Linked DNA regions of Mus musculus: region 1 is linked to region 2. A link is a contact called in public promoter capture Hi-C data. All regions are on one chromosome and are shown on one strand. The core of a region is the stretch at or near the end of the contact, and the rest is flanking DNA. Distances in the headings are between cores, read along the strand shown. Region 1 overlaps Itpr2 (inositol 1,4,5-triphosphate receptor 2). Region 2 overlaps Sspn (sarcospan).

What was found. Promoter capture Hi-C pulls out the DNA fragments that hold promoters and counts their contacts.
Region 1: a promoter capture Hi-C map of cranial neural crest shows a contact between it and region 2. The contact joins two enhancer-like sites. A contact is called at or near these places in 1 of 39 promoter capture datasets (cranial neural crest), 1 of 484 Hi-C or Micro-C datasets (bone marrow-derived macrophages), 2 of 115 datasets of contacts at active chromatin or transcription factors (embryonic stem cells and pancreatic cancer cells) and 1 of 9 other capture datasets (embryonic stem cells).

What each region holds. Positions count from the first base shown.
Region 1 is chr6:146,320,677-146,324,740 of GRCm38.p6, forward strand. Itpr2 (inositol 1,4,5-triphosphate receptor 2) reads right to left here. Exons shown (of 57, transcript NM_019923.4): 32 at 2,435-2,560. Among named protein-coding and RNA genes, the nearest start is that of Gm35596, 100 kb to the left of the region's middle. Within about 2 kb of position 1,470, at least 27 of the 459 cell types and tissues checked have an H3K27ac peak or open chromatin away from gene starts, as enhancers often do.
Region 2 is chr6:145,956,268-145,960,240 of GRCm38.p6, forward strand. All of the region lies in intron 2 of Sspn (sarcospan), which reads left to right. Among named protein-coding and RNA genes, the nearest start is that of Gm32838, 11 kb to the right of the region's middle. Within about 2 kb of position 1,349, at least 22 of the 459 cell types and tissues checked have an H3K27ac peak or open chromatin away from gene starts, as enhancers often do.

The sequences.
Region 1 (4,064 bases), core at 220-2,719, 360 kb after region 2:
AAGCTTTGAGGTCTCAAATGCTCAAGCCAGGCCCAATGTCTCTCTCTTCCTGCTGCCTGCTGATCTGGATGTAGAACTCTCAGCTGCCTCTCCAGCACCATGTCTGCCTGTACATTGCCATGCTTCCTGCTCTGCTTAATCCCCTGAACTGAACTACAAGCTAGTTTCAATGAAATGTTTTCCTTTATAAGAGTTGCTGTGATCATGTTCCTCTTTATAGCAGTAGAAACCATAACTAAGATATCTGTTTCCATGCATGTTCACAGTCCAGCTTAATTCGTGGCCAGCTTCACACACAGCTGGCTTCCTTCACATTCCAGTACCCAGAAGGTCTGCATCACACATACCTGGTTTCATGCATGCCTGACTTCATGCATGCCTTTATACATGCATATCTGGCTTCACGCATGCCTGGCTTCATGCATGTCTTGGTGCATGCATATCTGGTTTCATGCATGCCTGACTTCATGCATGTCTTGATACATGCATGTGTGGTTTCATGCATGCCTGGCTTCATGAATGTCTTGACACATGCATATCTGGTTTCATGCATGCCTGGCTTCATGCATGCCTGCCTTCATGCATGTCTTGATACATGCATATCTGGTTTCATGCATGCCTGACTTCATGCATGTCTTGATACATGCATGCCTGACTTCATGCATGTCTTGATACATGCATACCTGGCTTCATGCATGCCTTGATATATGCATGCCTGGCTTCACACATATCTTGTAACTGTCATGCCTGGTTTCATACATGCCTGGTTTCATTTTGTGCAGCTTCATGCCTGCCCAACTTAATGTTCATCTGGCTTCATAAGCAGAGCATGTCTCTTGCCTGTGTAGAGTCTCTTTTCCCACTCTCAATGTCCTATTGTCACTTAGATCTCGGCAAAGCTCCTAAAACTTCCCAAAAGGCTTCTTGTGGTCCTGTGGTAATCCTGGTGATGACATAATGTCACCAAGCCCTATGCGAAGAGCAGCATGTACTAAGAGTACATGTGTATTACCTCACCAGCTCCATCCTGGGAAAACGTACTTATTGTAAGGAAACTCGGGGGGCAGAATGGTTACAGTGCTTTTCCCAATATAAGCAAGCCAGTGAGAGAAAGACAGAGTCTGTGCCTGAGTCCTGGTCTGAGTAACTCCATTGAAAGTTCTGCCCTTAGCTGCCATACCTATTACAGTGGCTCTCTGGGGCAGCCCCAGGACTAACAGTTGTCATCTAAGACTTGTTTCGAATATCTTATCTCCTAAGTGCTGAGTCAAACTCTGGAAAGCAGGGCCTAGCAAGCTTCGTGGAGAGCTGTCCTGGAAGGCCACCTTGGTTGTTTTGTAACCAGCATGTGAAAGTTTTCAGTGGCTCCTCCACCTTTCTGGAGGAAGGAGGGGTCTGCTCCTGGGCTTCCTCCTCATAAGAGAGGCATATTTCATGTTCATCTGGAGAAGGGCCCTGCTTTGCAGGACAAAGAACCCAAGAAAAAACAAAGGCGTCTGCAGTCAGCCCAGCCTCAGTATGAGAGTCAGAGCAGACAGCCAGGGATTCCAGGAATTCTCCAGCAGCCTTTACATAATACATAACACTTTATATAATAAATTCTCCAGCAGCCTTTACGTAATACATAGCACTGTATATAATAAATTCTCCAGCAGCCTTTACGTAATACATAGCACTGTATATAATAAATTCTCCAGCAGCCTTTACGTAATACATAGCACTTTATATAATAAATTCTCCAGCAGCCTTTACGTAATACATAACACTTTATATAATAAATAACACGAATCACCCACTTAGGCAAACTCAGTAAAACCAAGCAGGAGTGGCTTCCGAATTCAGAAGTGAAAGGAGCGTTTCCAGGGCTAGCTGGGTCAGGCAGTTATCTCCAGCTTTCTTTGGTTTTAAAAACATAAAATCCATTTTGGCTTTATAACCTGTGCTGCTGGGGATGTGACCTTGGTCTTTCTCAAGCTTATCTCCAGTTAGAGGCGCCAGGCAACCCCGCAGCTGCAGATCTGTAATTGCTTTAACATCTCCCTGCACATGCAACAACTTTAAGCTCAGTCACCAGCCCAGAAATTATCCTTTGCTTCAAGGACTCCGGACGGAGTAGGCTGCAGCTGGTCAGAGCCAAGGTTCCCACAGGTCACTGGCCACAAACATAAATAGTATGTACTAAATGTGGGAGAAGTGGGATCGTTTCCCTAGCAGTGATTCACCTAAGAAAGGGCATGGTGACTTCTAGCTGGTCGCACAAAAATGATGTAAAACGGGAACACTCTAACTATGCATTTACTGGAACCCAGTGAAGATGTAAGGAAACAGTCCGGATGATCAAACATCAGAGGCATCTAGATATTTACTGCTCAGTCACAGTCCGTGCCAATCAATCCTAGTGACCTTACCCGCACATCAAGAGGCATTAACTTACCCTCGCCATATCCACCAAGAAATTCTCAAATAACTTCCAAATGTGGTTACTTGTGTAGATCTCCTTCATCTCCACTTCAGTGTCAACGTAGCAATGGTTGACAAAGTTCACGTACGCGATTTTGACCTGTGCAAGTTTCAAACACAAAAACAAGTTCAACCTCTCACCGGTTGCCTTCTGTTCTACACCACTAAATACCATCTGTGTATACCAGCTCCTGTCATGGATGACAGTTTGTTTTGTATATGTAGGGTTCCGTGTTTCTTCTCTTTGACAGCTATTCCACCCTGGCCCGGGCGAGCCTGTGTTCTAGCATTCCATTCCCCTACTCTCAGAGATTCCTGTGAAAAGTAAGAGCTTTACTCATCCTTGAGACACTAGGAAGACCTCAAAAGGAAGGGCTATATATATAAACAAATCATGTCAATCATCCCAGAGGGACTCCTGGACCGAGTCAGAGCCGTAAGGAACAGGGGTCAGCTCTCCTGCTATAGGGCTTCCTGCTATGCCACGTAGGTCTAGAAAAACGTCCTCAATGGTACCCACGTCAAGTCTGGTCACAGAAGAGCTGAGACATGCACAGAGCATCTCGACACCAGTTAGTCCTTTCTCCGAGCTCACCATGCACGAAACCCTTCAGCCTTTCCTGTGCCTCACCTTATTAAACGTAATCCTTTAATAGCCCTAGGAGGCAGGAGATAATAACTTGACTTTAAAAGTGTGGGAATTGACAGCTGGAAATGTTAAGTGACTGCTGCACCCAGTGACACAACTAGGAAACAGTGCGTAAGGATCCCGACTCGTTGCAGAATTCACTGGACACAAGCTTGCTCTGCCTCAGATACTCCTGTGGTGACTGGAAGTACCCTCCCACCTGGTCCTCTTTGGGAAAGGCATGAGAGCTAAGACAAGACACACAGCTTGCTTTCCACGAGAGATGTGGATGGCCATATCTGCACAGCAGAGAACTGACCTCTGAGGAAGTAAAGCTTCAACCTATCAGACCCTCATTGGAGCTGTGAGGTAGAGCAGAGCCCTTAGAGGAACTCAGATATGGCTCAGATATGGCTAAGACGAGGGCCTCAGATAAGGGCTAAGCCTATGGATCTCCTCTCCTCCACCACACCCATGTGCACTTCATCTCAGCCCCACCAAGGCATGAAGGACCCCGAGGTGCTAACATGCCAGAGAAATATCCCTTCAGGTTCATTACTGTGCAGCATACACCAGGGCTACTTGAATAGGGGCTGAGACATCCCTGACTCCTCTTAGTTTAATGTCTTTTCAAGGATAACACACATGTATGAACTTCGTCGTAACATACCATAGTGGCAGAAAAGAAAGAAACCATTGCACTGTGTACTCTGGAAAGCCTCACGGATAGTCAGCTTCATGGATAACCATCTTCTCATGAGGTATTTTGCCCCAATCATGAAAGCTGAGGTAGAAGAGAGGCTGAGAGAAGCTACGAGCATGTTCTCAGAGAGACAATCATTCTGTGCAGCAAGGTGAAGCCGTGGCATCTAACGAAACCCTGCTGTACCAGCCCAGGCTTGCTAATCAATCACTGTGAGTCACCAGCGAGCCAGATGTTTCTGTCTCAAAAACTACAAGTGAACCTTCCCCCGGA
Region 2 (3,973 bases), core at 99-2,598:
GTAGGAAGAGTCTTAGACACTCCCTCAGAGGTCGAGAGAGATTAAGACACCCACTCAGAGGTAGGGAGACACTTATACAGCCATTCAGGGGTAGAGAGAGACTTAGATACTGCTCGGAGTGGGAAGCATAAGATGGACTGAGCGGTCCTGCCTGGGTGGTTTGCTTGGCACCAGAGTCCAGCATGAGAGTGTTCTGTATGTTCCTCTTCTCCATCTGTAGTTGACTTTCTTCTTGGCATAGTCTTTGCTTCCTAAAACCAGGAGACATAAAGCCCAAGAATAAATCAATAATGCCATTTTAAAATCACAAAGATAAAAAATGGGGTGTTCTTAAATTATGGAGATATAGCTCAGCTGGCAGAGTGGTTGCCTAGCATGGATAAAACCCTAGAGTTGACCCCAGCACCAAATAAATAAGGCATGGTTGTACATGGCTGTGAGCTCACCACGCAGGAAGTAGAAAGCAGGAGGGTCAGAAATTCAAAAGTTCAAGGCCAGCCTCAACAGCATACTGAGTTGGAGGCCAGCAAGATCACATCATGGGATCCTGTCAGGAGGAGGAGGAAGAAGAGGAAGAGGAGGAAGAGGAAGAGGAAGAGGGGAAGGAGGAGGAAGAGGAGGAAGAGGAGAAGGAAGAGGAAGGAGGAAGAAGAAGGAGGATTAGGAGGAGGTTATATACTCAAAGATAGTGGTATAAAAAGCAACGTGCTCACACTTCTTAACAGATAATTGTGAGCCACCATGAGGGTATAGGGAACTGAACTTGGGTCCTCTGGAAGAACAGCAAGTGCTCTCTCTCTCAATGCCTGAACCACCTCTCCAGCCCTGAAATTCACCTTTTAGATATGAAGTCTTTGGTCTTTTTCTTTTTTTTTTTTTTTTTTTTTTTTAGAAGAAACAGTAAGTGAACAGACACCAGCTCAGACTTCTTTTTGGTGAGGTTGAGCAAATAACAAGGCATGGTGATGAGAAAAGAGAAAGAAAAAATAAAAAGAAAGCTAAAAACCTTGTAGGAACTAGCATGCCAAATCTCAGGAGATTGATCCAGAAAGTAAAACCATTCCTACCTGGATTTTTCTCCAGTCATGGAAAGCTCTCAGGCCTCTCCCCTTGCTTTACTTTCAGTGAGACCCCAGCAGGCCTCTCAACAGCTGTACCTTAAAAATAAATAAAATAAAATAAAATAAAATAAAAAAGAGATGGGGAAAGAAAAGAAAGAAGCAAGGCAACTGTCAGCGCCAGCCAGGCTTCAGAACCCCACAGAGAAGACCTCATTAGTTCTATCCTTCCTTCACCCATGACAGACACTGACAAAGAGGGAACTCTTTATCTGCTCCTGAAGGTGACCTTCAGCCAGGCAGCTGCCAGCAATCCCAGACGTTCTCTGTGGTATCTGGGCTCCAACAGGGCAGAGTGGATGTCCCCTGAGCTTTCCACTGTGTTTCAGGGTGGATGAAAGGGGCCTTTAGGTGGGACTCAGCTCTGCATGGCTGCATTTTAGCCCTCTACCCCTGCGCACCTTGGCCTAAGCTTTTTATGAGAATTTATTGGGTACCTGGATAGACAGGGCAAGCCAGCGTGTTGTGGTGATGGACTGTTCTGTTCGCTCTGTCTCTATCTCTGTCTGTCTGTCTATCTGTTTCCCCCGCCCCCCCCACACACACATACCCTGCTCTCAGACTCCAGAGACCACCAGGACTTTCCTGTTTCTCCCAGGACTCGGCCTCTGGGCCTGGTGGGTCACTGGGTGTGGACCCTCCTGTCTGCCCTTCTAGGTGTTTCCCCCTTTTCTGAGGGTTCTTGTGCATTTGTTGAGCCCTTGAAGATCATGTGACTGCAGACACCTTGCTGGCATTTCCTTGGGCTGCTCTGTGGCAGGCATTTCCCCAGCAGCAGCCAGGCCTTACCATTCTGGCTAAGGGGGAGATCATTAAATCGAAACAGACCCCCCCCCTCCTCCCAGAGCCACCAACTGGGAAAGCCACAGCGGGTTCCAATTACAGCAGGGCAGGAGAAAGCCTGGGGGTTACATAAGCACAGAGCTGGCCTCCAGGGATGTTCTGCAGGGACACCCACACAGGCTGCTGTCAAGGTCCCAAGGTGACTCCACACGCCTGCCTTCGTTGATTGTTTATTCTTGTCATGTGGGCAAAACAACACTCTTGGTTTTAAATTATGGGTTTTACCGCAGGAGCCTGTTGCTGTCAGACTTAAGATCTAGAAAGGAAGGTGCCACCAGGTGCCACCAGCAGGCCTGAGTGTCTGTGACCTGACAGGCAAGCTTGCCTGACGCTGAGAGTCACTAAGTGTGAGATGTCACTTTGCTAGGGGATGTGTGTTCTTTTCTTCTGTCCTTGAGCTGCCGGGTTCTATACAGTTAAGGAGCGAGATCACAATTAAGCAACCTCAGTGTTTGTCTTAATGTTTACACCCTTCTGCAAGCCAAGTCTGTGTTGTTCCTCCCACATGACAGAGAACAAACAGGCAACATCCTGCGGGAAGAATCCTGGACATGGCGGTATTCCTCACAAACAGCCAGCAAGGGCTCCTGTGCCCTTCGGAGATGGCAGGTCTCTATCCTTGTAATGACAATGTAAAGTCAGAGTTACAGGTATCATCCCAAATTTACAAGTAAAGAAATATGTGCACTGGATGTGCTCCCCCCCCCACCCCGGGAGCACTGGGGAGTTCTCCCCCCTCCCCGGGAGCACTAGAGAGTGCTCCCCCTCCCCCGGGAGCACTGGGGAGTGCTCCCCCTCCCCCAGGAGCACTAGGGAGTGCCTTCCCCCTGGAGCACTGGGGAGTCGAGTCTTAATTTAGGTGGCCTGGATCGCTGGCTCATGTTCTCATGGTTGTGTACTTGTTACATGGCCTTTGGCAAATCAAGGTTTGAGTCGAAATGTTATCATTTAATTGTTTTTAAATTATACTTTATTATTCATTTATTTATTGTGTGTCTGTATGCTATGGTATGTGTGTATAGAGCTCAGGGGGCATCCTGCAGGGAGTTGGCTCTTTCCTTCTACCATGTGGGTATTGAACTCAGGTCATCAGAGTTGGTGGCGGGAGTCTTTACCCACTGAGCCATCTTGCTAGCACTATTTTCTTTAAGATAGACAAACTTCTTTTTGTCAGTAAGTGAACTTGGCCAATGGTAAGCATTATGGATAACTGCAGTTTAAGGACACACGTGTGTATCTGGGTGTGACTGTGCTTATGTGCACGTGGCAGGGTATGCAGTAGATAGGAGAGCAGTCACATGGTCTATCTGCTGGTCACCAAAACCCAAAGCTAAAAATGGTGTGGTAAAAGCTCAACGTGGGGCTTTTCTACGAGGATGATAACCTGGAGGGTAACGACCACTTTTACTGGATCTCTCCTGCTAGCAGTTGCCTGTGGCCAGCATAAACCGGCTTTTCATACCAGGAATTTAAATTCAATCACCAATCTCAAATGTTTCAGAATAATCCTTAATATTTTTCAATATTCTAGCCCATTAGCCTTACACAATAAGACCATATTTTAAAGTCTAAACACCCCACCTCTACATAAAATATAGTCACTGAGTGCTCTGGGGATGGGCGCAAAGCAGTCCTTTTAATATTGCAAATTACATAAATCCTTTCTCAATTTTATAACGCTGCCATTTTGCATTTATCTAAATCTTCCCCTCCAAGGAACACTAAATATGTCAAATACAAATTATTCCTGTTGTGTTTCTAAGACATAAGATGTTTCGGCCAGGCATGGTGGCATCTACCTGAAATCCCAGCACTTGGTGGGAGGAGACAGGACGACCATGAGTTCAAGACTGGCCTTGGCCACACAGCAGAACTGCTGCTGGTAAGGGGTAGCTTCTGTCTCAATGGCAGCATAAATCTTGCCCTACAAACTGTAGACAATAGTTCCAAAGTCTGTGGGACTGGTCTTTATCTGGACCTCGTGCAGGTGGACCAGTAAGAGGTCTTGTGAG